5 separate regions of the Mus musculus genome follow, and regions 1, 2, 4 and 5 are each linked to region 3. A link is a contact called in public capture Hi-C and promoter capture Hi-C data. All regions are on one chromosome and are shown on one strand. Each heading gives the region's core, a stretch centred on a gene start, on an enhancer-like site or on the middle of the called end of the contact. The rest is flanking DNA. Distances are from core to core; before and after follow the strand shown.

Region 1 (5,702 bases), core at 2,285-4,784, 480 kb before region 3:
GAGCCCTGTCCTCGCCCTCATTCAGCCCCTCACTCTCATCTGTCACCTCAGCAATGGGCTGAGGTGAATAGTGAAGAGTTACAGTAGCAGTCTAACCTGGGATACAGGACAAGAGACCCTCCCTCCATCAACAAGCCGAAAAGCCAAAAAGAAAAGAAAAGCCAGAGGAAGCAGGTATAGTGGGACAAGGCTGTAACCTCGTCAGGGAGGCTGAGGCAGGTTGACTGTAAGGTCACAGGTAGAGAGGGAGTCAAGGCCAGCCAGGGTGATCCAGTGAGATTGTATCAAAATAAGAAATACAAAGAAAGGGGCAGGTGAGATGGCTCAGTGGGTAAGAGGACTGACTCTTCTGGAGGTCCTAAGTTCAAATCCCAGCAACCACATGGTGGCTCACAACTATCTGTAATGAGATCTGATGCCCTCTTCTGGTGTCTGAAGACAGCTAAGTGTACTTATTTCTAATAATAAATAAATAAAAATCTTTAAAAAAAAAGAAAGAAAGAAATACAAAGAAAGCTACAGATGTGGACCGAGGTGGCAGAGTCCTTGCCAAGCCCTCTCAGGGCCTTGAATCCAACCTCAGCCCCACCCCTCCTAGTCTTCTCCACCCCCAGTCTCTTCAGCTCCTCCAGGCTTCCTTTGGATCTGGGCGTTGTCTTCCCTTTGCCTGGACTTCTCTTCCCCCAGGTATCCACAGAGCCCTTTCTTGCTGTCTTCTTCGTTTTCTCCTCTTCCTCCTTCTCTTCCTCATCCTCTTCCACCTCCATTTATTTATTTATTTATCTACTTGTTTGTTTGTTTATTTTATTTTATTTTATTTTATTTTATTTTATTTTATTTTATTTTATTTTATTTTCAGAGTGTCGTGTAGCCTAGACTGACCTCAGACTTGATACATAGCTGAAGATGACCCTGAACCTCTGGCTCTCCTGCATGCACTGCCCAGTGCTGGGACTACAGGCGTGTTCCAGACCAGACCAGCTAGCTTTGTGTGATGGCTGAAGCTTCATTCGGGGAAGGGAAACCCTCTACCAACTGGCTAGTTCCCCAGTTGCATTTTTGTTATTTGGTTGTCGTTGTTTTTGAGACAGGATTTTACGTTGTAGCCCCAGCCGGCCTCACTTTCTTAGCGATCCTCCTTCCTAGGCATTCAGAGTGTGAGGGTTACAGGGGTGGGGGTGGGGGGCAGCATCATCATTCCCATCCTTTCCCCTAGCTGCCCTGGTCCCCGGTTAGGACCACAGTCTTCCTCTAGCTCTCATCCTTCGTATTCCTGACTACCGTCTCTTTACTCATGACTTTCTAACATACTGAAGTAGCTTTTTATTTATTTATTTTTTAAACAAGTTTTTTCGTTTGTTTGGTTGGCTGGTTGTTTTTGTTGTTGTTGTTGTTTTTAATGTAGCTCTGGCTGCCCTAGAACTCACTATGTAGACCAGGCTAGCCTCAAACTCACAGAGATCCATTTGCCTCTGCTTTCAAAATGCTGGGATTAAAAGCTTGGGCCACCACACTTGACTCTGAATTAGAACATTTTAATAAATTATTGCTTAGTATTTATTGTCCCATCCACTAGACTTCCCTTATTTACTGGGCTACCCCCAATTCCAAACCTTGTCTTCCAGGTACTAAGCAAGCATTTGTGGTTTTTTTTTGCTTTGTTTGTTTGTTTGGTTGGTTGGTTTTGGTTTTTTGAGACAGGGTTTCTCTGTATAGCCCTGGCTATCCTGGAACTCACTCTGTAGACCATGCTGGCCTCGAACTCAGAAATCTTCCTGCCTCTGCCTCCCAAGTGCTGGGATTAAAGGCGTGCGCCACTGCTACCTGGCTCAACGAGCATTTGTTAAGCTGGGTGTGGTATTACATACTTATGATCTCATTAGGCTAAGACAATATAATATGGGCTACATAATAAGCTTGAAACTATCCAAGGCTACCCGAGACCCTGTCTTAAAGACCCAGCCTCAAGTGGAGCAAGGTGGCACATACCTTTAACCCGGCCCAGCTCTCAGGAGGCAAAGGTAGGTGGATTTCTGAGTTTGAGACCTGCCTGCCCAACAGCCAGAGCTACAACATAAGAAGATTCTGTCTCAGAAAAAAAAAAGAAAAAGAAAAAGAAGCAAATACAACAACACCCGCAACAACAACAACACCTGCAAATCTCACAAATATTTGTTGAATGAATGACCATGGCAAAGATAGCACAGTAAGGAGACACCAGAGTCATGCAGGCGGCCCAGTGTGGCGGCCCAGGGTTGGGTGGTCTTACCGATGGTGGCAATGATGCTGGTGCTCCTAGCGGCCACAGGCTCTGAGTCGATATCCAGAAGGCAGAGGTGTTCCAGGAAGGTGTCCGCCATAGCTGCGGGCAGTTGCTGCTGCTGGAAGAAGGCAGTGCCCAGCTCCTGGGTCAGCTGGGCCACACTGGCACGTCTCAGGTATCCTGCTGGCCCTGCGGTAGATGGGGACTCAGGATCCTGCACAGACAATCGCCTATCCCCCATGTGCTTCCTGCCAGTGCACCCTGTGTCTATTCAGCCCTCCGGTCTGTGTGAGGAGGCCTTCCTTCAATCTGAGTGTCACACATTACTTTGTTTAGTCTCCAGGGTTCTATGGAGCAGGCTGTTAGATGTGCTCTTTCCCAACTTTACAAGGAAGGAAAAAGACGGAGAGAGAAAATGCACTGTCTAAGAAAAGGGCATCTTCCAAGGAAGATGATTCAAATCTAGGTCTAGCTCAAAGCTGAGTCCTTACGGACCCAGTTACCGAGACCCTCCCCCACCCCGCCCCCCAGCAGACCACTCAGCCTCAGCACCCCCAGAAGCCTCCCTCAAGTCTCAAGGCATCTCATTCTCTAGGCCTGGAATCTCTCTGTTACTTTTCCTTGTTTACTTCCTTCTAGCTCCAGGCAACTCTCTGGCTTCCCCACTTCCCTCCCCTCCAAGTTCCCTCCATCTATACAGTGCGGCTCTATCCCCTGCCTGCCCCCTTGTGGGGGAAACCCCCGTAGCTTGACCCAGCCCGGCTCAGTAGAGCACCTTCCATACTGCTGCGTACCTGCTGTGTCTGTGGGTCTGCTTTATACTCTGCCTTTGTCAGTGGGATGGGGCCTGGCACAGACGAGATCAGTCCTGGTTAAAGTATAACCAGCTAGCATCTCTCTTGCCAATGGAAGCCTTGTACACTGGGGGCCAGAGTCCAGGAACCACGGGAGTGCCCCGTGGCGTCCATGCTGCCGGATCCCCTTTGGCCTGTCTGCAGAGCCTGGATCAAAGGCTCAAATCAAATTTAACAGAGGCTGTAGTGGGCATCCTTCCCCCAAGGCCTCCACCCCCAACACTGATTCTACCCTAATTCTCCTCTCTGTTCAGTGGCTTCCCTTCCTCTTCTTACCTCCTGGAGCCCCACTTAAAGCAGACTTTGCTAAGTCTTTTTGGGACTTAAAGATCCAGGGCCAGAGCTGCTGGGGTAGCTCGTTCTCTTGGACAGACATGCTTCCAAAGTGTGGGACTGGGGCTGCAAGAACCACAGACTGGGAGGAGAGTGTACCCTAACTGCTGGTCTTATCTGCAGGAGCCAGAGAATAGAAAAGAGGCACACCCAGTAGGCAGCCCCATCCCCACACAGAGTCCCTTCTGGAGGGCTGTCGGTTGTCAGTCCCCACATCTTCCCTTCCCCTAGGTCATCCGTTTTTCCTGGTCAATTTTTAGTCCATTCATACTGTCAGTCCATCAGCTTCAATAGAGACTAGTTCATCGCCAGTGATACAATCCTTTTCTCTTTGTATTTTATTGACAAGAATCTTAGGTATATTCTCAGAGCAAGAGCTTGAATGTGGGGACTAGATTGTGGAAAAGAGGGAGGAACTTTTTTTTCTCTTCTCTTCTCTTCTCTTCTCTTCTCTTCTCTTCTCTTCTCTTCTCTTCTCTTCTCTTCTCTTCTCTTCTCTTCTCTTCCCTTCCCTTCCCTTCCCTTCCCTTCCCTTCCCTTCCCTTCCCTTCCCTTCCCTTCCCTTCCCTTCCCTTTCCTTTCCTTTCCTTTTCTCTTCTAGACAGGGTTTCTCTGTGTAGACCAGGCTGGCCTCGAACGCAGAAATCTGCTTGCCTCTGCCTCCCAAGTGCTGGGATTAAAGGCGTGCGCCACCACCACCTGGCAGAGGGGAACCCTTTGATAGACGTTAGAGGGTATCTCAGTTTCTCGCATCTGTTCCTCTGTGAATCCAAAGATGAAACTATAAACAGTTCTAGGCACTAATTGATAAACTTGTTTAGATTGATGTTGACGAACCATATTAGTAAACACAGGAAGCCTGAGCACAGGGGAGTTCTTCAGCCATCGTGGGGACATCGCACCCAACTCACTTTTTACCAAGGCACCAGGGAGAGTGACCTTGCCTTGCTGACCACCATGAGCATAAGCTGCAGTCCTGCTGTCAAAATTCCCTATAACTACCCCAACCAACAGACGGGCCACCTGGCACTTACTTTTTTTCCATATCCCAGATGACCCTAGACTGGGGATTCTCTTGACCCCATTCTTGGGTGACTTTACAAGTTCAGCAAAGTTGCTAGAACAGTGGGATTCTCTAGGAAGGCTTCCATGACACTATGACAATGACAATGGCCAGTGACAACCCTGGAGGATACAGTGGGAGTCAAGCAGATAGAAAGATGGAACCTTCGCCCTCCATGGGTTTTAATATAGTGTGTGTGGGGAAATGACAGACTACTAGCAAATAAATAAATACTTTAAACTGGGTAAGGGGTGTCAGGCATGGATCATAGGACTGGGCAGGGTGGCCGGGTGGGACAGTGGTGTATCTTAGGCACCTCTTAAATAAGATGAGGCTTTCTTTAATGTGATTATGCTTAAGCTATTAAGGATGAGAAGGCACCAGCAGGGGCTGCAGGGGCAGCAGGGGCAGCAGGGGCAGCAGAGGAAAGAGTTTCCTGTAGGTTGCATATGTCCCATAACTCTGAGGAACAAAAGCTTTTTGTGTAAGAGAAACTGGTTAGGGGGACGTGGCCATGGTAAACCTGGGCGCCTGAGCAAAGAGCCACTGGTATGGCTGCCAGGGACATAATATAATTCAAGTTAGGTCTTAGGTAGCTCTAGCTGACCGATGTAAACAGTCATGGATTCAGAAGACAGAGGTGAGTCTTGGGAGTTGATCAGGGTGGGAGGTGACAGGCTAGCCTGGGTGGCACTGTGGGGGAGGGGAGAAGTCTGTGAGATGTGTTTTGGAGACAGGCAGACAGAGCAGAATGACTGCGGAGCTGTGCTGGTAAGAGAGGCTTTCAGTACTTAGAGTGTAACATGGAGAAGAAGGCAGTGCCCAGCTCCTGGGTCAGCTGGGCCACACTGGCACGTCGCAGGTATCCTGCTGGCCCTGCGGTAGATGGGGGACTTCTTTTGCTCTGGAGTCAAATGTCCATCTACTCGTCCTTGCAGAACCAGCATTGAGGCACAGAGACAGGAGGAAGTCATCTTTCTCTGAGGGTCACCTTGGAAGATGTGACAGCTAATTGAAACACCCTGTATTCCTGGGATAGGAGAGCAAAGGGCTTTCCTGGGGAGGTGAGACATAAGGCTTCAGGCTGGGTGGGTTCTCCCATGGACTCTGACCTACAGTAGTCACAAAGGCCAACCAGATCTAGGTGGGCCTTCTCTTGAGCCAAAGGATTAGGGAGGAGCTGAAGGAA
Region 2 (5,639 bases), core at 1,600-4,099, 260 kb before region 3:
CAGGATCTAAAGCATTTCCATTATTTTCCTATGTGTATGTGTGTGTGTGTGTATGAATACAGGTACCTGTGATAGCCAGACACATTGGCACTTTTGAAGCTGAAGTTACAGGCCATTGTGAGCTGCCAGACAGACAGCTGGGAAATCTGTTGTTGTTCCCTGTCATAAAATCATCTGTGCCTGCTTGTAAGCAAACATCCTGCCAGGACTATTGTTGGACAATCGATATTCCCCCAGGAAGGGGTATGGCGTCCTCGGGCCTCTTCTGAGCATCCAGTAGCTCCTCTCAGGTATCTTAGGTGCTGACCTAATTGTGCTTGGCCTCTGGGTCTGGGTGATGGTAGAGTATACTGTCTCCAGAAACGTCCCAGCTCCAGAGGAGTCACGGAAGACTCAAGACTGGGTGAAGACTTCGCTATGATGTTTTGGGTTAACCCATGCTCCCACATTTAGTAAACAATTCCTCAGTCTTTCTGTAAGTAAACTAGGTGGTTCCCCAGGCTGGACTCTGATAGAAGAGTGGAACTAAGATAATTAAAGAGACTAGTAAAAATGGCTTTCAATATACAATTCTGCCAAAACGCATATAGCCAGAGAACACAGAGAATTCAGAGCTGCTTGGTATAGGTGTTGGGAATCTCTGTTCAGTCCTCTGAAAGGGTATGTTCTCTTAACCACTCCATCTCTCCAGCCCTTAAGTTGTTTGTTTTTTAATTACATGTATTTTATATGTATGAATATGTATATGCACTACATGCATGGAGTAACCACAGATGTCAGAAGACGGCACTGAATCCTCTAGCCATGGAGTTATGAACCAAAACTCCGTCCTCTGCAAGAGCAACAAGTGTGCTTAACCACTGAGCCTCTCCAGACCCAATAAATGAATGCTGGTTTCTAAGTCCTCCAGTGAAAATGGAGCTTGTTGCCAAGCCGACAGACCGGAGCCCGAGTACCTGCATGGTAGTGCAGAGCCAAATCCCTCAACTTGTCTTCTGACTTATAAACATGCTGTGCCAAGTACACACCCCACACACACACACACACAAAGATTTTAAAAATGATCACCTCAGGGCTGGAGAGATGGCTTAGCGGTTAAGAGCACTGACTGCTAATCCAGAGGTCCTGAGTTCAATTCCCAGCAACCACATGGTGGCTCACAACCATCTGGAACACATGTATGCCCTCTTCTGGTGTGTCTGAAGAGAGGGACAGTGTACTCACATAAGAAATAAACAGGGCCCAGAGTAGTGGCGCACACCTTTAATCCCAGCACTTGGGAGGCAGAGGCAGGCGGATTGCTGAGTTCGAAGCCAGCCTGGTCTACAAAGTGAGTTCCAGGACAGCCAGGGCTACACAGAGAAACCCTGTCTCGAAAAATAAAAAAAGAAAGAAAGAAAAGAGGGGCTGGAGAGATGGCTCAGAGGTTAAGAGCACTCATTGCTCTTCCAGAGGTCCTGAATTCAAATCCCAGCAACCACGTGGTGGCTCACAACCACCTGTAATGAGATCTGATGCCCTCTTCTAGTGTCTCTGAAGACAGCGACAGTGTACTTACTTATAATAATAAATAAATCTTAAAAAAAGAAATAAATCTAAAAAAAAATCTCAAAATTAAAAGGCAGTCATTCTTTAAAATACTGTTCTATATGATGCATTTTTCTAAGTATTTTACTAGCAATGTGCTTATGTTCAGAATAATGTACACAGCTAGGGATTTGGTTCCGTACTACCCTGTGGGTGCTCAGGTTAGAACTCTGGTCTGCAGGCTTGGCAGCTCCCAAGCTCCCCTTAACCCATCGAGGATTTTGCCTGGACCCATTTATTTTATTCATAAGTGAATACTAGATGGTCCAAAAGAAACAGAGCAAGCCATTTGGAATAGTAATTTGTTTTGTTTGTTTTGTAACTTAGATATGGTCTCATGCAGTCAGGTGAGCCTTCAACTTGCTTCGGAGCCAAGGATGAATAATCTCTCTCCGCATCCTAGGAGGGCTTACAGGTTCCAGCCATCACATGCGGCTTGGAAACGCTCTACAAATTGGATAGCCAAACGTTTATAAAAACATAAAAGACTGTTCCCACAGCCGGGTATGGTGGCACACGTCTTTAATCCCAGCACTTGGGAGGCAGAGGCAGACAGATGTCTGAGTTTGAGGCCAGCCTGGTCTACAAAGTGAGTTCCAGGACAGCCAGGGCTATACAAAGAAACCCTGTCTCAAGACAAACAAACAAGCAAACAAAAGACTGTTCCCAACCTTATCAGTGGCACGGCCTTTGATTCCAGCACTCCGGAAGTGGAGGCTTGATTTCTTTTGAGTTTGAAGCCAGCCTGCTTTACACAGTCATTTCAGGCCAGCCAGGGGTTACATACTGAGAATCCATCTCAAAAAGATAAAAATAACGAACCAAGTCAAAGAATAAATGAAAAGAGCACTTAAGTACAATCAAACTACATGAACACGCGAGAAAGGGACTACAATCTTCCCCAGAACCTAACAGAAACCGAACCATGGGGCCAGCCCACTGGTTTAGCAGGGCTGGGACATTAGAGATGGGAAAAGGAAGTGAGTGGGAGGATCCAGAGGAGTCGAATTCCCCCTCAGATTTTTTTTATCCCCTCGCGTGAATTATTAGCTACAGGAGAGGGGCATCTGCGCGAAGAGAGACAGAAGCAGGTGAGAGAACCTTCCATGACCTTGGCCAGACCCGCCACAGTCTGAGGCGCAGAAGGAACGGAGAGACAACAGCCGATCGCGGCAGCTTCCTACATTCCAAGAAGAGGAAGAGGCGGGGCGTGAGCTGCGGCCTCGGAGACCAACGAATCGGGAGGCCAACGGGAAAGCACGTGCTCGCGCGGGAGCCGCCCCCTCCGGCTGATGGGCCCGCGGCGGCAGTGGAGTGCCCAAGAGCAGCGGCGGTATGGCGGGCGGGGCCCGCGAGGTGCTCACGCTGCAGTTGGGACATTTCGCGGGTTTCGTGGGGGCGCACTGGTGGAACCAGCAGGTCAGGCACCTAGCGGCAGCCCGGCGTTCCCCGCAGACAGTACCGGCCCTGCCCCTCTTCCCCCTCCGCTCAGCCCTGTGACCCCTACAGGATGCTGCGCTGGGACGCATGGCCGAGGACGAAGAGTCGCCAGGCGAGCTGTGCCCCGACGTCTTGTACAGAACAGGCCGGACACTGCATGGCCAGGAAACCTATACGCCTCGACTCATCCTAATGGATCTGAAAGGTGAGGCGATGGTGGGCTCAGCCAAGTTTTCCCGTGTGGCGTGCGAGGGCCCTAGCATCAGTTCACTTCAGATACCGGATCGGGCACAACCCCCGACGATGTCGAAAAGGCAAGTTTACTTCAGGATCTGGCTCTGGAATTGTCAGTATAATGTTAAGCTGCTTGCACTCACACCTACAGACGGACCACAGCTTGTTTTGTTTTTTTGTTTGTTTGTTTTCGAGACAGGGTTTCTCTGTATAGCCCTGGCTGTCCTGGAACTCACTTTGTAGACCAGGCTGGCCTCGAACTCAGAAATCCGCCTGCCTCTGCCTCCCTAGTGCTGGGATTAAAGGCGTAAACCACCACTGCCCGGCTGGACCACAGCTTTTGAGAGAAGGATGGATTCCATATTCCCTGTCCCATCTAATGTATATCCAAGTGCCATGTAGTTGGGCACGCCCTTAATCCCAGCCAAGGCAGGTAGAAGCTCTGAGTTCAAAACCAATTTGTCTGTATTGTTGGAAACTACTCAGGGCTACAAAGGGACACCTCATCTAGGTAGAGAGGAACTGCCACACCATATTCCCTGACAGGTGATCAGTTTAGTCTTGATCACATGACCCCCTAGGTTTAACCTTGCCTTTCATTTCTGGGCAGGTAGTCTGAACACTCTAAAAGAAGAAGGTAACCTCTACAGAGACCGACAGCTAGAGGCTGCAGTAGCGTGGTAAGTACCGCTCCTGTGAGCATGGCCCACTGTGTGTACATAGACGGCTGGAGAACTCTGCTTACTCTTACTCTTTCAGGCAGGGGAAGCTCAGCACACACAGAGATGACGCCCAACCAAAGAACCCAAACCTCCAGGGCCTTCTGAGTGCAGAGGTGATGACGAGGGGTGGGGCTCTGTCCCAAACCTTTAAACCTGCTACAAGCACAGTGGCTCTCCGATGCACAGTAAAAGGTGTCTAGTCACTGTAAATGCCATAGAGTAGTGTTTTTGGAAAAAGCACCGTTGTCTCTGAACTGGCGGGAACCCAGAAACTGGCTCAGAGGTTAAGAGTCGGACCTGTTCTTCCAGAACTCTGCATTGAGTTCCCAGGGTCCACATCAGGCAGCTCACAGCTGTAACTTCAGTCCCTGGGGTTCTAACACCCTCTTCTGGCTTTGGGTACCTCAGGCACGTGGTGCACATAACCTTAAAGATACACGCAGATACACATAAGTAAGGATACGCCCATGGCGGACGAAAACAACCTGGAACTAAAATCTTCTCACCCCTCCCAGGGAGTGCGGAGTAGTGACGGTGCCTGGAGGGCCAAACTGATTCAGAATATCCAAAATGGCAAAGGTGAGATAGCACTTGATGCTGGACACTGGACAGAGGAGCAGCTTGGGGGACGGTCCATCGCATCGGCTGCATCCTCCCACTAGTCATCCCTGCTACAGATTCCAAAATCCTTTATCCCCACAGAGAACAGCATCAAAGTCTGGTCAGACTTCCTCAGAGTCCATCTCCATCCACGGAGCATCTGTGTGATCCACAAGTACCACCATGATGGGTATGGGGGCTGCGGCGGCTGTGAGGCAAAGCTTAGGTCACCCCAACACTGGATAAGGCTAGGGCCCATCTCACCTGCCCTCCAGAACAGCAGACTGAGGAGTTGAGTGCAGGGCTGAGTCTCTTATCGTGGTGATTTTGGCAGGGAGACAGGCCGGCTGGAGGCTTTTGGCCAAGGGGAGAGTGTCCTGAAGGAGCCCAGGTACTTGGAAGAGCTGGAGGACAGACTACACTTCTATGTGGAGGAATGTGACTACTTGCAGGTAGCTGTGTGGCAAGGTGGATGATGTTGGGGTACAAAGTCTCCTCGTCCTAAAGCCCCCGCCCCCATATTTTGGTCTTCATTTGTCTCCAGGGCTTCCAGCTCCTGTGTGACCTGCACGATGGCTTCTCTGGAGTAGGTGCTAAAACTGCAGAGCTACTACAAGACGAGTATGCAGGGCGGGGAGTCCTAACCTGGGGCCTGCTCCCGGGCCCCTACAGTCTTGGGGTGAGTGGAAGCTGGAAGAGCGAGCAGTAGAGGTTGGGAAAAGAGGATCCCACTGTGCAAGTTGCCTGATGCAAGCCACTCCCGTTTCTATTACCAGGAGCCTCAGAAAAACATCTATCGTCTCTTAAACACGGCATTTGGTCTGGTGCACCTGACTGGATACAGCTCCTTCGTCTGTCCCTTATCCCTTGGAGGGAACCTGGGCCTGCGACCCAAGCCGCCTGTCAACTTCCCTTCCCTACATTATGATGTAAGGCTCAAGCTCAGCCTGTGGCGTCTGTTCTGTGTTTCTCTTGCCCCCAACTCCCTGTGGCTGTGTGTTGCCTAGCACATGCAGTACTGGGGAGGCCTTCATAACAGCAAAGTGGGTTTCCAGC
Region 3 (5,218 bases), core at 1,252-3,751:
TCTCTGTAGCTTCTCTCCCTAGCTGAGGTGTCTTTCCCAATAAATCTATTGTGTGGGGTTTGTTGTGCCGAGTGACTTTGTGCTATTATTCCTTGACTCCTGACTGCTAGGACACCTTTCTCTTCACAGCTATAACACAGGTAGCCCTTGGGTTGCAGCTGAGTGCCTTCTGCCAACCTCATCCCACCTCTCTCTTGCTCAAAACCCCAACATTCTGTTTCCCAGAAAGCAACTCTCTCACGTCTGGGGTTCTCATATGGGCTAGAGCTTCTCTGAAATGCCTCTCTGACCCCACCCCCAGCACCCCAAGACAACCGAGTACCAGATACTTCCTTAACCAGCAGAAGAGTGCCGAACTGCTCTCAGAATCCTTGAAAAAAAAATCTCACTCTTACCTCCCCAGTCCATGCTCTCTCCCAAAGCTCCTGCCGTGGAGAGAGATGTGAGGAGAGAAAGGAGATGATGCCATTAGAGACGGTCTTCAGCTGAGACTGAGCTCATGGGGAGACAGGATGAGGTGTGGTAAAGGCTTTTCTCAGGTTCCAGAACTCTACAGTGAGGCTTGGGATATGGAGGAATGTGGATATGACGGGGCTCTGAGTACACCAGAAAAATGGAGTGGCAGTGGGGGTGGGACAGGTTGGCAGGACTGTTCAGGGATGTAGAGCAGACCTGAAGGTGTGGCCGTGGTCATCCACCTATGGCCTCACAAGTCCAATGTGCCCAGAAGGGGTATACAGGGAACTGCAACTTCCTCCGTCTCATTTCTTTCCCCTTCTTAGCATCAAGGTCACATGGTACTGCACTGAATTCTGACCTGTGTTTTAGTTGGCAGTGTTCCCTTGGCATGATAACAGCTGTTCATTGTCCTGCTTCCTTCCATGACCAATGCTCCAAACTTCCCCTTGAAATGACAGTCATCATGCAAAGAACAAGGTATGGACTCACGCTAGCTCCCTGAACAACGGACTATCTTCATCTGATTTAACTTCTGTAAGGAATTTTTATTTATATGTATGTCTGCACGTATGGACATGTAGCACATTCGAGCCAGTGGAGACCAAAAGAGGGGGTCAAATTCTTTAGAACTGGAGTGATAGATGACGGTGAGATACTAGATGGGTGCTGGGTACCACACGCAGGTCATCTGCAAGATACTAACTCCTTAGGTATCTCTAGCCCCAATTTAAAACTATTTAAATAGTATTTGCCTGTGTGAGCATGGATGTTCAGTATGCTACTGAATGCAGGCAAATGTCAGGACAACTTTCAGGAATCTGTTCTCTCCTCCCACCTTGTGGATCCTGACCACCCAGTGCACATTGTCAGGGCCGACAAGCAGGTACTTGATATCTAGTCCCAAACTTGTTTGGTTTGGTTTTGAGACAGGGTTTCAGAACCTAACCTTGTCTGGCCTGGAATTCAGTAGACAGACCAGGCTGGGTGTGCCAGCAAACCATTAAGCCTGTCACCATCTAATCTTATTTTGAAGATTTAGTAGTGCTGGGGGGTACATACTACTGTGCATGTATAAAAGTCAGAAGACAACCCCGGGATGCCTGTCCTCTCCTACCTTTATGTAGGCAGGTTCCAGGGACAGCCATCTCCACGGGCGTATTTATTTATATATAGATTATACCTTGTTGTACTGCCAAGTTTGGCCTTGGTGATCAGGTGATCCAGCTGCCTCAGCCATGCAGGTAGCAGTGACCACAGCTCTTTGGCATCTCGCTGAATTGTATATTTTCTTAACACTTTTGGGGGGAGAATTGTGTGTGTGTGTGTGTGTGTGTGTGTGTGTGTGTGTGTGTGAGATGAGTGTGGAGGTCAAAGGGCAGCTTGTGAGTGGCATGTCTATCCTTCTCCTATGCAGATCCTGTAGACTGAATTCAAATCACCAGGCTTGGCAGCAGGCCCCTTTCCCCAAACAGCCCCGATCTCTGGCCTGCCCCCATTAACATTTTAAGCAAAGCAGCACAGGGCCCCAATCAGAGAGACACAGGAAAGGCACAGCAACTGTGGGACTCTGAGTGATGTGTGTTCCTCTCTCTTTTTCTGACTCCCAGTCTGGTTTTCTAATGCCATATTCCTTCCCTAACCTCTCCTCACACCTCTCCTTTTCTCAGAGAGCTCTCTGCACTCCGGGGAGAGAGAAAAAGCGTCTTCTGGTTTGGCTCCACATCTCTACTGTTTCCCTTTCCTTCCCTATTACATGCATGTTGACAGTGTGAACATAGCCCTCCCTTGCACTGCCCCACCCACCACGGTTGTCCAACTGGGAAGAAGCAGGCTGTTCTACCCACACCTGTCCCTCTTAGGTGTGAGCATGGGCAGGGGCTCTTACAACCCGAAGCTCTAGACCAACACCCAGATTCCAAGGGCTCTTCTAAGAGCTCTCCTGAGACAACAGCGGCGGCGGGTGGTTGCTTGCCAGGCCGGAAGGCGGGCACTCCCTGGTTCCTCTGCTCTGCTGTGCTCTAGCAACCTCCGCGGTCTTGCGATGGCCACATCCAATTCTTCTGCCTCTCTGCCCACCCTCTTCTGGGTCAATGGCTCTGGAGACAGCGTGCTGAGCACTGACGGTGCTGCCATGCCTGTCCAGTTCCTTGTTCTGAGGATCATGGTTGCACTGGCCTATGGACTTGTAGGTATCATTGGCTTGCTGGGAAATTTGGCCGTACTGTGGGTTCTAGGTAACTGTGGTCAGCGTGTGCCCGGCCTGTCTTCTGATACCTTTGTCTTCAGCCTGGCTCTAGCAGACTTGGGGCTGGCCCTTACTCTCCCTTTCTGGGCAACCGAGTCAGCAATGGACTTCCACTGGCCTTTCGGAAGTGCCCTCTGCAAGGTAGTCCTGACCACCACCGTCCTCAGCATCTATGCCAGCACCTTCCTAATCACAGCACTGAGTATCGCGCGATACTGGGTGGTAGCCATGGCTGTGGGACCAGGTAGTCACCTCTCAGTCTTTTGGGCCCGTGTGGTCACCCTGGCAGTGTGGGTGGCAGCTGCCCTGGTGACTGTGCCCACAGCAATCTTTGGGGCTGAAGTTGAGTTGTGGGGCGTGTGCCTCTGTCTTCTGCGTTTCCCCAGCAGATACTGGCTGGGAGCTTACCAGCTACAGAGGGTAGTTCTGGCCTTCATCGTGCCCTTGGGAGTCATTACCACCAGTTACCTGCTGCTGTTGGCCTTTCTAGAGCGGCAGCAAAGATGCAGGCCACGACAATGGCAGGACAGCCGAGTGGTAGCCCGCTCTGTCCGTGTCCTGGTGGCTTCCTTCGCCCTCTGCTGGGTTCCCAACCATGTAGTCACTCTCTGGGAAATTCTGGTAAGGTTTGACCTGGTGCCCTGGGACAGTACTTTCTACACCTTTCATACTTACATCCTTCCCATCACCACCTGCTTGGCCCACAGCAACAGCTGCCTCAACCCTGTGATCTATTGTCTCCTGCGGCGGGAGCCCCAGCAGGTTCTTGTCAGCTCCTTCAGAGCTCTCTGGTCAAGACTGTGGCCTCAAAGGAAGGCCTGCATGGAACAAATGGCCCTCAAGGAGGTAGGCGGGAGAACGGTAGCCAGCACCCAGGAGAGTGGCTCTTCTAGGACACACACAAACACAATGGAACACCTGGATGAAGGATGCAGCCTGAACACTCTCCTTTCTGAGACCTATCAGGGGCAGAGCCCACAGATTCTAGGGAGGAGCAGCTGCTCTCTCAGTCAGGCTGCTGTGTCCCCAGGAGAAGTCTGATCTTTGATCACCAACTCTGGGTGTGACAGAACGGAGAAGCTGGAGTCCAAACAGGAGGTGGATGTGGCAAAGCTTATCTCTGGAGATGGCAAAGAGGAACTGAGAATAAACCAGATCGGTCAGAGACTGTCTTGACCTTTCATGCAAGTACTTCACAGGATAACTAACGTCCATCACCCGGTTTAGACTAACAGGTCAGGTGTCGGTTCTCCCTGTCACTTTAGAATAGGGCACCCGTTATGCCTCTTTGGTACCAAACCCAAAAATGTATTCTCTGGCCAATAAGCTTTTTGTCATCTTAGAGGTACCCATTAGGAATGATGTAGAAGCCTCCCCTTCAACGTTTGTCTGTCGTTTTGCTGCCACAAGATGCAGACCCTGAGTGTATAGCCTTTGAGAATAGTGAATAGATCTGTCCCTTTCAATCAAGGATTGGGTAACAATCACAAGGGTCTGGGCGTGGGGGTGGGGAGTCAAGAGATACAGAAAAGTTTTGTAGGCTGAGGGTCAGAAACCAGAAGCTAGTCTCACTGAGTACAACTGCACTTCAGCCAAGCGCCAGAGCATGTGGGCTGGAATCTTCCCCCCACGCAAATTATTCTAGAAGTCAGTTCTCCCCTTCTAAAATTGGAGGCAGGGTTTCATCATACCCAGGCTGGTCTCACACTGTAAAGCTGAGGGTCGCTTGGAATCTTTAATCTTGATCCCAGATGCTCGAATTATAGGCATGTGCCAACAAGTTGAGCTTTTCAGATCATTTTAGCCTATTCTTCCTTCTTTCCTGTACTTATGTATGTATGTATGCATGCTTGCATGTACATTTGTGTTCACACTTGTACGTGTGTCAGAAGCAAACATAAGGTTTTTTCATTTCCTCGTCTTTGTTTTTATTGAGACGGTCTTACGACCTAACCCTAACTGTCCTGGAATTCACTCTGTAGACCAGGCTGTCCCTTGAACTCAGACACTCACCTGCTTCTGCCTCCCATGTGCTGGAACTACAGGCATGTGCCAACGCACCTTGCTTTGATTTTTAAAAAAATTACACTTTATTCAAGTGTGTTCAGACGAGGAGACATGTTCCACATGCATGTGGCGATCAGGACAGCTTGGGGTCTGCTTTCTCTTTCCCCCCTCTTAAGATTCTGGGAGTCAGCTTAGGCCATCAGGCTTTCGGGCAAGGGTCTTTACCCGGGGAAGCAGTTTTCTAAACCCTCCACACGATGTTTATTTGGGTTTTCTTGTTTTTTTCTGAGACAGGGTTTCTCTGTGTAGCCCTGGCTGTCCTGGAGCTCACTTTGTAGACCAAGCTGACTTCGAATTCAGAAATCCGCCTGCCTCTGCCTCCCAAGAGCTGGGATTAAAGGCGTGCTCCACCACGCCTGGCTCAAGATCTCTTCTTAAATGGAATAAAAGGTTCAGTCTCCAAAATAAAAGGATCCAGCAGTGCCATAGGCAGGGTTCCCGGTACTG
Region 4 (5,363 bases), core at 2,201-4,700, 450 kb before region 3:
TGATGCTGGGCACTGGGAACCAAGTTCTGGTGCTCTGGAATATCTGGAAGCACTTCTTTTTTTTTTTTAAAGGATTTATTTATTATTACACATAAGTACACTGTTACCAGAAAAGGGTGTCAGATCTCTCATTACGGGTGGTTGTGAGGCACCATGAGGTTGCTGGGATTTGAACTCAGGACCTTCCGAAAAGCAGTCAGTGCTCTTAACCGCTGAGCCACCTCTCCAGCCTGGAAGCAGGCTTAATCACTGAGCCAGCTCTCTAGTCCCACAACAATAAAAACTTATCCTTATGTTTCCTCATGAGATTTTTTTTATGATTTTACCTTTTAATCTATGAAATTAAATACATATTTATATATCTAAGATCGTGTGTGTGTGTGTGTGTGCACACGCATGCATGTTTGACAGGTGCTAGTTGCTCACGCTCATCATCCTATCCTTTCAGGCTTTAGCCTGGTTTACACTCACCTAATATATATCAATGCTTCTCAGAAGACATCCCAGACAAACCCTCAAAATGTTACAGTCATGCACAAAAATGAGTTGTTACCTGTGTTTTTGACCAAGTAATAAAAATTGGGGCTCCTGCAACCCCTTCCTTCAACCTGGTAGGTTAGTAAACTGAGTCTGAGCAGCAGGTTGAGCATTGTATTATACAGGTTACAGGTTACTGACAACTAGCAGTGAGCATCTACTAGTCAGATCTGAGGGGAGTCTGTGGAGCTTAAACACGTGCACAGGGCTCAGAACCTTGTTCTAGTTTTGTTGTTGTTGTTGTTTTTGTTGTTGTTGTTGTTTTGTTTTTCAAGACAGGATTTCTCTGTGTAGCCCTGGCTGTCCTGGAACTCACTCTGTAGACCAGGCTGACCTTGAACTCAGAAATCTGCCAGCCTCTGCCTCCCAAGTACTTAAAGGGATTAAAGGCGTGTGCCACCACTGCCCGGCTTGTTCTAGTTTTAGTAGCCCTTCTGATCACCTCTCCATAGAAGCTGGGGTTCAGCTTAAAATGAAAAGTCTAGCATGTTCATCACGTTAACTGTCTAGGGAGTAGCCCCACCTTTAGGTTTTTTAAGCCTTTAATAACTTCTAGCAAGGAATCAGTGGGTGTTTTCCAGAAGGAGCTACAGGAGTGACCAGAGATCCTGCTGGTGCTTTGAGTTTTAGGTTCCTGTAGACAAAAATAAAATAATGTGCAAAAAAAAAAAAAAAAAAAGAAAAAAAGAAAGAAAAAAAGAAAAAGAAAAAGAAGTTACAGTCTTCCTTGGGTTTATTTTCTTTGCCAGCTAAAGAATTAAAAGGCAGAAAAGCTATGGAGTGTAGCAGGTAAGAGCTGGGGAAGTCCCAGACAAAGCAAACAGGAACAGACAGAATCCACAGTCACAGAAAGGTTTTTTATTATAGGTGAGGAAACACACACACACACACACACACACACACACACACACACACACACACAGAGAGAGAGAGAGAGAGAGAGAGAGACAGACTCTCCACAAAGCAGAGGGAGGATTCAGGAATCAGATGGTCAATTTCTCCTAAAAGTCTTTGAGTGATCTTCCTTCCCTATTTTAGGGTAGGCTAGTTTGAAAACACACAGGAGTCCCAGCCCTCGGGAGGCAGAGGCAGGCGGATTTCTGAGTTTGAGGCCAGCCTGGTCTACAGAGTGAGTTCCAGGACAGCCAGGGCTACACAGAGAAACCCTGTCTCGAAAAACCAAAAAAAAAAAAAAAAAAAGAAAACAGACAGGAGGACCAATTGGCTCACAACTGTTGTGTAAATATGTCATGAACTGCCTTGAATCAACAGTGGCTATGCTTTCAGAAGAAAATGTTCACAAAGCCTTTGTTCTAACCTGAGAGACGTTTGCCTCTGCTCAGGAGTGTGAGGAAGGAGCCAGTCACCTTGGAAGTCCACCATCGCTATTACTCAGTAGTCACAGCCCTTCCCACGTCGGCCTGCCTATCAGGGAGTCTACTGCCTTTTCCCTCAGTATGAGATAACCATCTTAATTTATTCTTTTCCATTTGCAAAGCCAGTGGTTGACAGCTCTTCTCTTCTTGCACAGACTTGGCATCCTGGCAGTTAATTGGGTATTACCATGAGTTTGTTTCATGACTATTTTTGTTACCCTGGCTTGTCTGTTTCTTATGTTGTTACTGTCCAAAGGAGCTCTAAAGAAAACTCCATTTCCTCAAATTCTGACCAAAACTAGCATTCGTTAGGAACTTGTGAAACCGGTTCCCCTTTACCAAAGGGGTTACCCTTACATGGGCAGCAGAAGGGACAAAAATTATGCCGGCCTCCAGGCTCCCCCAGTATATCCAGGCTCTCACAGTATATCACATGTTCCTGGCTCTTCTCAGCTCCCCCATTATCCTAAACGTCTCTATCTCAGGAGCTTCTCTTCCCTCACTTCACATTCTTATAACCTCGGCTATGCTGTTTTGGCCCTCCCTTAAGCTCCCTACCTTCTCTTATGCATGGTCTAGTCCCCTCTGCGAGCCATGTTCAATCTACTATTTTCTCACTCTGTGAGTTGAAGTTTAGCCAGGTCTACAGTGAGAGTTCCAGGACAGCCAGGGCTACATGGAGAAACCTTGCAGAATAAACCAATGTGTAAAGTTTATCTTGTCTAGACCCTTCAACCTTTTAGTCCGGAGTGGTAGTGGTCTCTTTCTTTGGGACAATGAAACTTATTTCTAATACTTCAAGGACAAGTCCATTAATGTCTGAGGTGGTTTGTAGTTTCAGGTCTCTTTTCTGATCGCGATGGGGTTTGGGGTGGAGTAAAAAGGAGTCAACGTGGTGGGCTGGCAAACTGTGAGGCCGAAAGTTCTAACATCTGCTTTGAGTTTTTACCTTTTTGCTTCAAGGGCGCCAAAGTACCTGGGGGAAAGGTGTTGTTTTCTCTCATATAGTCATATAGTCTTCCAAGTAGCCTAAAACTCATTACACGACCCATATTGGTTTTAACTCTTTTTTTTTTTTTTCCCTCCAGCCCCACCCCATGGCTTTAACTCTTGATCTTATTGCCTCACCCCTTCTAAGGGCTGGAAAAATGAGCGACTTCACCTAACTAGAATCAAAGATGTAAGAAGTGATTTGCTAGAGTTGGAAATAGGAAGCTGCAAGGCTGGTTATTCCGGGATCTTAGAAACACTGTCAACCAGAAGCACTGGAAGAACTATAGCTAGGAATTAGATAGCCAATTTCCCAGGCTTTCGGTATGGGTGTACCGACACCGCCGACCGCCTAGTGGGCTGATGGTCCGCGCGCCACCCTTTCATTGGCCAGCCGTCACAAGGCCCATGCTCACACGAGGTAATTTAGCCAATCAGCGAACTAGGCCACACCCACCCTGAGACACAAGTCTGAGTTTCTTGCCGCCTAGTCCGTGGCATGCCGGGAGTCGTAGTTTTATATTTATGTTCTGCCTCCTGAGCCTGGAGACTGGGAACTACAACTCCCAGAGTGCTGAGCGGATGCACGCTCAGCTTTTAGGTGTAAGCCGCAAACATCTTGGACCCCGGGAGAATCCGCGTTGAAGAACAGGTGAGAGCTATTGTTGGGGCTGGAGCTGAGGTTTACCCGTGTCTCGGATCGGGTGAAGCTCCGAGGCACTAAAGGACCAGTCCGTGTTGGAGTTACGGGGCTTGGGGTCGGTGGGCCAGAATGAACGGTTTGCTTGTGCCTTCGTGAATTTCTAAACGCTGGCGTCTTCCTCAAGTCTTCCGTACGCCAGGCCTTTAGTTTACTCTTGTGAGTCCTCCCACGCCCACCTGTTGCTCGGAGGCCGGCTGCGGTTAGCACCAGTGCCGGGACAGATGACAAGCGCACAGCACCTTCGGCTCCAGTCCCCTCATTGGGACTATCTAAGAGCTTCCCTCTCTTTCCCCTACATCCGGACTCCTGGGTTCCAGCTTTGGCTCTTCGTCAGCTCAGCTCTCTTACATTCACTGAACCTCAGTTCGGTGTCTCCATTAACATTGTGACTTAAGGACCTTGCATCCCGTAATTCCCGTAATACAATGTTCCGAATTGTAGTGAACGCAACCTTGGAAGTAGAAAGTGTTCAGTTTTAGCCATTTTCGGTTTAAGTGAAGATCTATTGGATCTCAGTCACTCCGACAAACTTTTCATTTCCTGTGTGTTTTTTATGTAATTCTTGAGTTTAGAAGCGGGGTGGGGCGTTCTAATGCAGGAGGTAACAAGCTTGGCTTGGGGGATACCTTAGGTAACTGCTACCAAGCATCTGCCTTCGGTGCTTGCTCCTGCAGGGAGTGCTTGGTGCCCCCACCCCCATGCACACCCAGGATGCCCCTGTCCTGCTGGCTGAGATCTCTGGGGGTCTTCCTGCTGCCAGCCCCCTGCTGGGCACCCCGGGAGAGGTGGCTTGGTTTCCTACAACGACCCTCCCTGGCATATGGGTGTCCAGTCCTGGGGGCCTGGCACAGTGCCCGCTGGTGGTGCCAAGTGTGGACAGAGGAGCCTCGGTGAGTGTGGTTGGGGTGTGGGGCTTCGGGGAGGGAAGCACCCGAGCCACCCTCTCATTTGTTTGTGTGTGTGTTTTTTTTTCCCTCAGAGCATTTAGCTCCTCTGTCAGAATGAATGGGAACCAGAAATTGGATGCTTATAACCAAGAAAAGCAGAATTTCATCCAGCACTTCTCCCAGATCGTCAAGGTGCTGACTGAGAAGGAGCTGGGACACCCAGAGATAGGGGATGCTATTGCCCGGCTCAAGGAGGTGAGGCATTCAGGACTGAAGAAGCTGGTAGAGGTGTGGATTCATGAGGGGTTTCGATAAGAGCGAAGTGACTACCTGGGTCTCTGGAGTAGATGGGTCTCTGCTGCACTTCAGCCCTCCTCGGGGATGTTTGGCTCCATGACTTTTGACCATCCAGAGAGCCTTGCTTGAGAGTAGCCTTGGACCTAGTAAAGTTTGATTTCATGCCCTGAAACTATGATAGGATCTTAGTAGATACCATGAGGCTGTTGGCACTGAGGCCTGAGGGAAGTTATTGTATTGTTAGAAAGACTGTTCTACTGGAGTTACCTATTTCCTTCCAGTGTTTATTTTCTTAAGACAGAGTTTCATGTTTTTTAAGCCCACATGGCCTCAGACACACAAACCCCACCTCAGCCTTCTGTGTGCTATGTCAGTGACAGTACCACCGTGCCTGGATTGGGAAGTCTTTTAAAGACAGACATTTTTATTTTCACTTTTTGGACATTTGACGATTTGCCTGCGTGTATGTATGTGTGAGGATGGTTGTGAGCTGCCATGTGAATGCTGGGACTCAAACCCAGGTCCTCCCGAGGGGCAGTGCTTTTCATTGCTGAGCCATCTCTGTAGCCTGGG
Region 5 (5,650 bases), core at 703-3,202, 400 kb after region 3:
TGGCCTTGGCAGAGAGCATCCTGGAGCAACCCTGAGTTACTCAGTAACCTCAGACACTCAATTCTCCAGGGACAACCTGCACAGGCCGGGCCATGGCAAGCAGGAGACACCAACTCCCCCTGGCTTTAAATGCTTGGCCAGTCATGACTGGACACCAGAGATGGAAAGTCAAAGATTGGGCAGATCTCAAGACTAGACAGACGGAGACTGGTGATACAGACGTCCCTCAGAGGCCTGCAGTTGAGAAAGGAGTGAGACACGAAGCCCATCACTTCACAGGATCCTAGGAGGGGGAACCAAGGGCCAGATCTCAGCAAGTGATCAACAGAGCCAGGACTAATGCTTGATGGATGGTGGGTTAGAGAGTCTTCTCAGGAAGCAGACAGGCGGGGGAGCCTTAGCAAAGCTTTTCAGGGTCTTGCTGTATTGGACCAGAAAGAATACCGGCTGGTGTCTGTCACACAGTGTTAACACTTCAAGGTCACGCCTTACAAGGGAGTGAACGTCCCATATGCTGACCATATGTTGGCCCAGTTCTTCTGTCTTTCCAAAGGAACTTCTGAAGCCCTCCCCTGACTCAGCGATTGAAGAGCTAACATCTGCTAGGCTGGGACCTTCAGGGCCTAAGCCCGTTATATCCTTGTACTAGACTATCTGGTTCCAACCCTAGGACCTAGCCCAGGGTAGACACTACATGAGTATTTATTGAGTGAATGAATGAAGAAGAGAAAAGGGGGAAGTCAGGCCCTGGAGGAGTTGTAGATGAAGGGAGGTATGGAGTTAAGAGGAGGTTAAAATCAGACCACAGCTCTCTCTTCCCCTTTCTCTAGTTCTGGGGGTATAGAAGGCTCTTCCTCCCAGACCTGCTGGAACCACCCAAGCAACTACTGACACCAAGCAGGGCTCAGGAGTCACACCTGGGACAGGAGATGGCCCCCGCAGGGGGTGACCCATAGATGCTGAGTCTTTATGCTTAACCTTCCTGCTGACTGAAGAGTGATGGAGAGTCTCTGGACAGGGCCCACATGGACCAGCTGGGAGCTGTGTCACCAGAGGCTGATCTCTGGTCTTTCATGTGCCTGGCTGGACCCTTGGCACAGGAAACCAGACAGCTAGAATCCAGGTGTCCTCCCAAGTCCACAAAAAAGGCAGGGGCAGAGGCTCAGGTCCCTGCTGAGACAGTGGAAGAACTGGACAATGAGCAGAGGGTTAGCAAGCTATCCTACTGTCCCTGCACCTGTGGACTGCAGGTTTCAGAACCAAGAGTACCAGTGTCCCTACCGGCTAGAGTCCTTCAGGGACCATGGCTGTTGGAGCTGTAATCTCAGCTCAACTTAAGGTGGTAGAGGCTGGGGCCCGAGAGATGGCTCAGCAGTTAAGAGCACCCACTGCTCTTCCAGAGGTCCTGAGTTCAATTCCCAGCAACCACTTGATGGCTCACAACCATCTGTAATGGGATCTGATGATCTCTTCTGGTGTGTCTAAAAAGAATGGCAGTGTACTCATAAAATAACTAAATACATCTTTAACAACAACAACAACAACAACAAAGGTGGTAGAGTGGTAGAGGCAACTGCTTCTGAGAGGGGCCATCTGGTTTATCTCTACAGCCAGGCAACGGAAGATCTCAGCATTAATCCGATTCCTTCCTATTAACCGAGGGAAACCAGGTAGGACCTTTAAAGGATACTAGCTTCTTGGATGCCAATCTCTCACACCAGGTTTAAAGGGGCGAGTACCTTTCCCCCTCTCTCCACCCTCTGGCAGCTGGGGCACAGTTGGGGAAGCTCACACATCACCGGTGCCTCAGCGGGGCCATGGGAAACAGGACCTGACCTGCGGGGCTAATCCCTGCCAACCTCGAGCTGAGGGGTGGGGCTCCCCAAGGAGCAGCACGGCCTCCGGGGGGCGGGGCCTCACCTTTGCGGTGGCAGGAGTCAGCTTGGCCGGCACTGCCCTGCCGGAGACCGGGAGAACACAGCCGCGTTCATGGCCCGCGTTCCCCGCCACCGGCGCCTGGTCCTGCCGCTGCTGTGCCTGCTCTTCCAAGGCGCCACTGCCCTCCTCTTTGCTATCTTTGTCCGGTACAACCACGAAACCGACGCTGCCCTGTGGCACTGGGGCAACCACAGTAACGTGGACAACGAGTTTTACTTTCGCTACCCAAGTGAGTGCGGGCGAGGGCGTGGGAAGCAAAGCCTCTAAGTCCCGGGTGTGTAGGGAAGGGCGTTGATGGGTACTCCTGCCACCAAGATGACTGCCGGGGCTTTAAAATAGTCCCCTTTCTCTAGTGTCCCTCTTGTTCCAGGCACTGCTGGGGATGGCACATGCTCTATCTCAGGCTGAGGAGAGGTAAGGCTCAGTCAGAGTCAGGGTCAGACAGTAAGGGGAGCTGGGGCTTCAATCCAGTTGTAAGTGGCCCCAGTGTTAGCTACTGTCTCACCTTCCGTTGGGGCTAATTTGACTTTGTCTAGGAGTCCAGCTTGACCACAGGAAAGAGAATCTTGGTGGGACTGCCAGGTAGGGTGCCAGAGGAGACGAGGGAGAACTAGGTGTGAAATTCCCACATGTTCAGGCGTCGAAGATTGGTTTCAGCACAAACACTCCAGGTTTGAGAGTGAGAGGACCCTGGACCCATTTGCCAGTTTCAAGGCCAGTGTGAGGCGGGCTAGGGCTGTGCTCGGTGCTGCACTATTATCTCATCTCACAGTTTAAGGTGGCTGCGGGGTGCCCATTATCACCCACCAAGGATCGCACAGCTAGAATAGCGCTTACACATCATAAACTTGACCACTGACCATTTGCCTCCTGACAAGGTTCTGGACAGGGAGTTAACCCCCTCATGGAGACAGAGCATTTCCTTCGAGGTTGTAACTGAGGCACTGGACATCTGGGACCAAGCACACTGCCCCTCCCTCTAATGCCCAAGTCAACCTTCTCTAGTTCCAGTTCCTCATCCAAGTGCCAGGAAGAAGCTGGGGGTGATGGTTTGTGCCTGTAATCTCAGTGCTCCAGTAGTGGAGGAGGGATGATCTGGAGTTCAAAACCAGCCTCAGCCACACTGTGAATCTGAGACCAGATTGAGCTAACAAAACTCTGTCTCAAACGAACAAACAAACAAACAAACAAACACCAAAAAGGAGTGAGGGAAAATGTCTGTTTGAAGGGCATGCAAAAAGCAACAAGGCTATTAAACCCACTTTCTGCCGCTGAGCTGTTGACAGGCTGTCCCCACCTCACCCTGCCCTTTCCCAGCAATGGGGACATAAAGGGCTAAGGGAGACTTTGAACTGTGCCAGGAAGCACCAGACCCCCCAAACAACCACAGCACCTCCGTCTCCACAGTTCATTCCTAGTTGTGGCAGGGATTGGCAGCATTCAGGCCTCAGAGAAGCTAGAATCAAAACCAAAGCCCTAAAGCCGGCCCTATACTGATGGACACTCACTGTCCACAGAGCTGGGGGTTGAGAGGAAATGAGCCAGGCAGGTGAAGGAGGTGAGTTTTGGTTGTCTAAGAGGGTCCGAAACAGCTTCTCTTAGAGCCCCTGGCCCTGTTTGTTCCAAAGCGCAGAATCCTGCCTTTTACAGCAGAGGCAGTGCTGGGCTCTCCTTCCCAAGAGGGCAGCAAGGACCATGGCAGATTTACTGCCTCCCTGCCCCAGTATTGACCTCTGTGAACTTTGAGCCTACTGTTTGGGGAAAGCTGGGCAGGAGGGAGATGTGAGGTCTCTAAAGCCTGTGCTTTGATGAGCCGGGTACTCACCTGTCCCTGTGTCCAGAGGAAAGGGTCAAGGCCAGAGGGCGGGTAGAAACCACCCTCTGATTCAGAAGATGAAAAGAATCTTCGGTGAGTATTGACAGGCCAAGGTCGCAGGCATGGTTACCCTAAGGGGGCTGTCAGGAGATGGCGATGTCTCCCTCAGATAGATAGGACGGGAAGGGCCCTAGGATTCTGTAGGCTACGTCTCTCAGATCAGATGTGAACAGAGAGCCAGGAAGGTCACTCACCTACCCAAGATCACATAGCAAGTCACAAAAAGAGTGGGACAAGAGCCAGGCCTCTTGGTTCTCCTTCTGGAAGTTCTGCCATGTTCAGGTTACCCCAGTTTGCCTTATCTTTTAGGCAGGGTCTCACAAAGAAACCAGGTCAGTCTCAGACTTACCATCCTCCTGTCTCAGTTTCCCAAGTCCTGGGGATACCGGCTTGAAACATTGTACCCTGCCTACAAGTACCTCTCATTCTACAAAGCCAGTGATTCAAAATAAGGGAAAGGTGGGGCGGTGGTGGCATGTGTCTTTAATCCCAGCACTCAGGAGGCAGAGGCAGGCGGATCTCTGAGTTCGAGGCCAGCCTGGTCTACAAAGTGATTTCCAGGACAGCCAGGGCTACACAGAGAAACCCTGTCTCAAAAAACAAAAACAAAAAGGGGGGAGGGGGAAGAGCCAGAGAGCAGCCCAGTGAGAGAAAGGGTTCTGAAAACCTACAGAGGCCCTCAGGAGAGGCCTGACTCCCAACAGGGACTTGACCCAGACAGACTTGGGACTATCTTAGGAGAGGTGGAGACTGGGATGGTGGCCTGCCTGGGAGGATTCAGCCTGTTTTCTGGAAGCTGGGGTTGGAAGAGGCTCTGAGATGGCAGCTCCCACTCTTCTCCTCTTCACACTTTATAGCTGCCCTTTCCAGAGGAAGCACCCAAGGCTTAGAGAGGTCACGTGTCCAAGGTCACAGGGTCAGGTGTGTGTAGATGCTGGAATGGCAGCCCTAGTTTTGCTAAGGTTTTGCCCTGTCAGAAGGAAGCTGGAGAGGGAAGGTGGGCACTGGTGGCCCCTCAGAACTTTATTTGTCTCACCTGAGACTGGGTATCATAAGCCCAGGCTGGCCTCAGACTCACTGTGTAGTTAAGTCTGGCCTTGGCCTTCTCATCCCTCTTTTGCATGGCAGAATCACAAGTGTGTGCCACCATGCCTGGCTGGGATTGAGTTTTCAGTGCAAACAGAAGCATTTAAAACAAGCTCAGAGCAGTTGAGAGAAGTTCCTGCATGAATGGTCTTTGAGGCATGCCGCCCAGCCCCCTATGGTTTCTGACTGTCCTTGGACAAGAACAGAAAGAGTTTCCTTTTCCATGTTTGAACAAGGGAAAAGGACAGGGATTCTGAAAGACTGTAAGCTATCCTGGCGTGTTGGCACACGCCTTTAATCCCAGCACTTGGGATCTCTGTGAGTTTTAGGCTAGCCTGGTCTACATAGTGAGTTCCAGGACAGCCAGAGCCATGTAGTGAGGCCCTGTTTAAAACAAAAGCAAACAAACAAAAACAGAAAAAGAATGCAGGTTCTGGCTGAGTTCTAAGTGTGTCTCTCCTTTCTGTTGTGTGTATGATGTGGGTGACCCTGAGGAGCAGGCACTGGGGGTGTGGCAGTCCATTTTGGAGTGCCAGAGGCCTCCAGACCACACTCCCTGAAGCCCATGGGGCTACAGATCCCAGTTGCAGGAGTGAGCAAGGTGCCTCTAGATTCTCTGGTCCTGTTCTCAGCTCCAAAACAACAAAAGCTTTAGCTTCTCTCAGGGATCCTATTTGCACCCCAAAGTTCAGTAGCAGTTTTCAGCTTTCGTGCATCTCAAGACCAAATAACACAAAACACGGGCCTGAG

Evidence for each region. Promoter capture Hi-C pulls out the DNA fragments that hold promoters and counts their contacts. Capture Hi-C pulls out chosen DNA fragments and counts their contacts.
Region 1: a contact with region 3 is called in a capture Hi-C map of macrophages, with 2.3 times the contacts expected there. The contact joins the promoter of Pklr here to the promoter of Rxfp4 in region 3. A contact is called at or near these places in 8 of 39 promoter capture datasets (the 3T3-L1 cell line, the C10 cell line, frontonasal cranial neural crest and 4 more), 1 of 484 Hi-C or Micro-C datasets (bone marrow-derived macrophages) and 1 of 9 other capture datasets (macrophages).
Region 2: a contact with region 3 is called in a promoter capture Hi-C map of liver, with 3 times the contacts expected there. The contact joins the promoter of Msto1 here to the promoter of Rxfp4 in region 3. A contact is called at or near these places in 9 of 39 promoter capture datasets (the 3T3-L1 cell line, the HPC-7 cell line, cranial neural crest and 6 more), 2 of 115 datasets of contacts at active chromatin or transcription factors (astrocytes and bone marrow-derived macrophages) and 5 of 9 other capture datasets (adipose tissue, embryonic stem cells, liver and 2 more).
Region 4: a contact with region 3 is called in a promoter capture Hi-C map of adipose tissue. The contact joins the promoter of Fdps here to the promoter of Rxfp4 in region 3. A contact is called at or near these places in 2 of 39 promoter capture datasets (hippocampal neurons and liver) and 3 of 9 other capture datasets (adipose tissue, liver and pancreatic islet).
Region 5: a contact with region 3 is called in a promoter capture Hi-C map of liver, with 4 times the contacts expected there. The contact joins the promoter of Rhbg here to the promoter of Rxfp4 in region 3. A contact is called at or near these places in 3 of 39 promoter capture datasets (liver and pre-B cells) and 1 of 9 other capture datasets (macrophages).

The regions. Positions count from the first base shown.
Region 1 is chr3:89,133,974-89,139,675 of GRCm38.p6, reverse strand. Pklr (pyruvate kinase liver and red blood cell) reads right to left here and starts at 3,534. Exons shown (of 11, transcript NM_013631.2): 1 at 3,394-3,534; 2 at 2,270-2,452. The coding sequence starts at 3,493.
Region 2 is chr3:88,911,160-88,916,798 of GRCm38.p6, reverse strand. It overlaps Msto1 (misato 1, mitochondrial distribution and morphology regulator), which reads left to right and starts at 2,849. Exons shown (of 14, transcript NM_144898.2): 1 at 2,849-3,006; 2 at 3,097-3,232; 3 at 3,872-3,941; 4 at 4,021-4,096; 5 at 4,499-4,562; 6 at 4,686-4,773; 7 at 4,918-5,035; 8 at 5,128-5,262; 9 at 5,360-5,512. The coding sequence starts at 2,923.
Region 3 is chr3:88,650,425-88,655,642 of GRCm38.p6, reverse strand. Rxfp4 (relaxin family peptide receptor 4) reads left to right here and starts at 2,501. Exons shown (of 1, transcript NM_181817.1): 1 at 2,501-3,745. The coding sequence starts at 2,501. The coding sequence ends at 3,745.
Region 4 is chr3:89,100,054-89,105,416 of GRCm38.p6, reverse strand. Fdps (farnesyl diphosphate synthetase) reads left to right here and starts at 3,450. Exons shown (of 10, transcript NM_134469.4): 1 at 3,450-3,555; 2 at 4,586-4,748. The coding sequence starts at 4,608.
Region 5 is chr3:88,250,986-88,256,635 of GRCm38.p6, reverse strand. It overlaps Rhbg (Rhesus blood group-associated B glycoprotein), which reads left to right and starts at 1,952. Exons shown (of 10, transcript NM_021375.3): 1 at 1,952-2,167. The coding sequence starts at 1,990.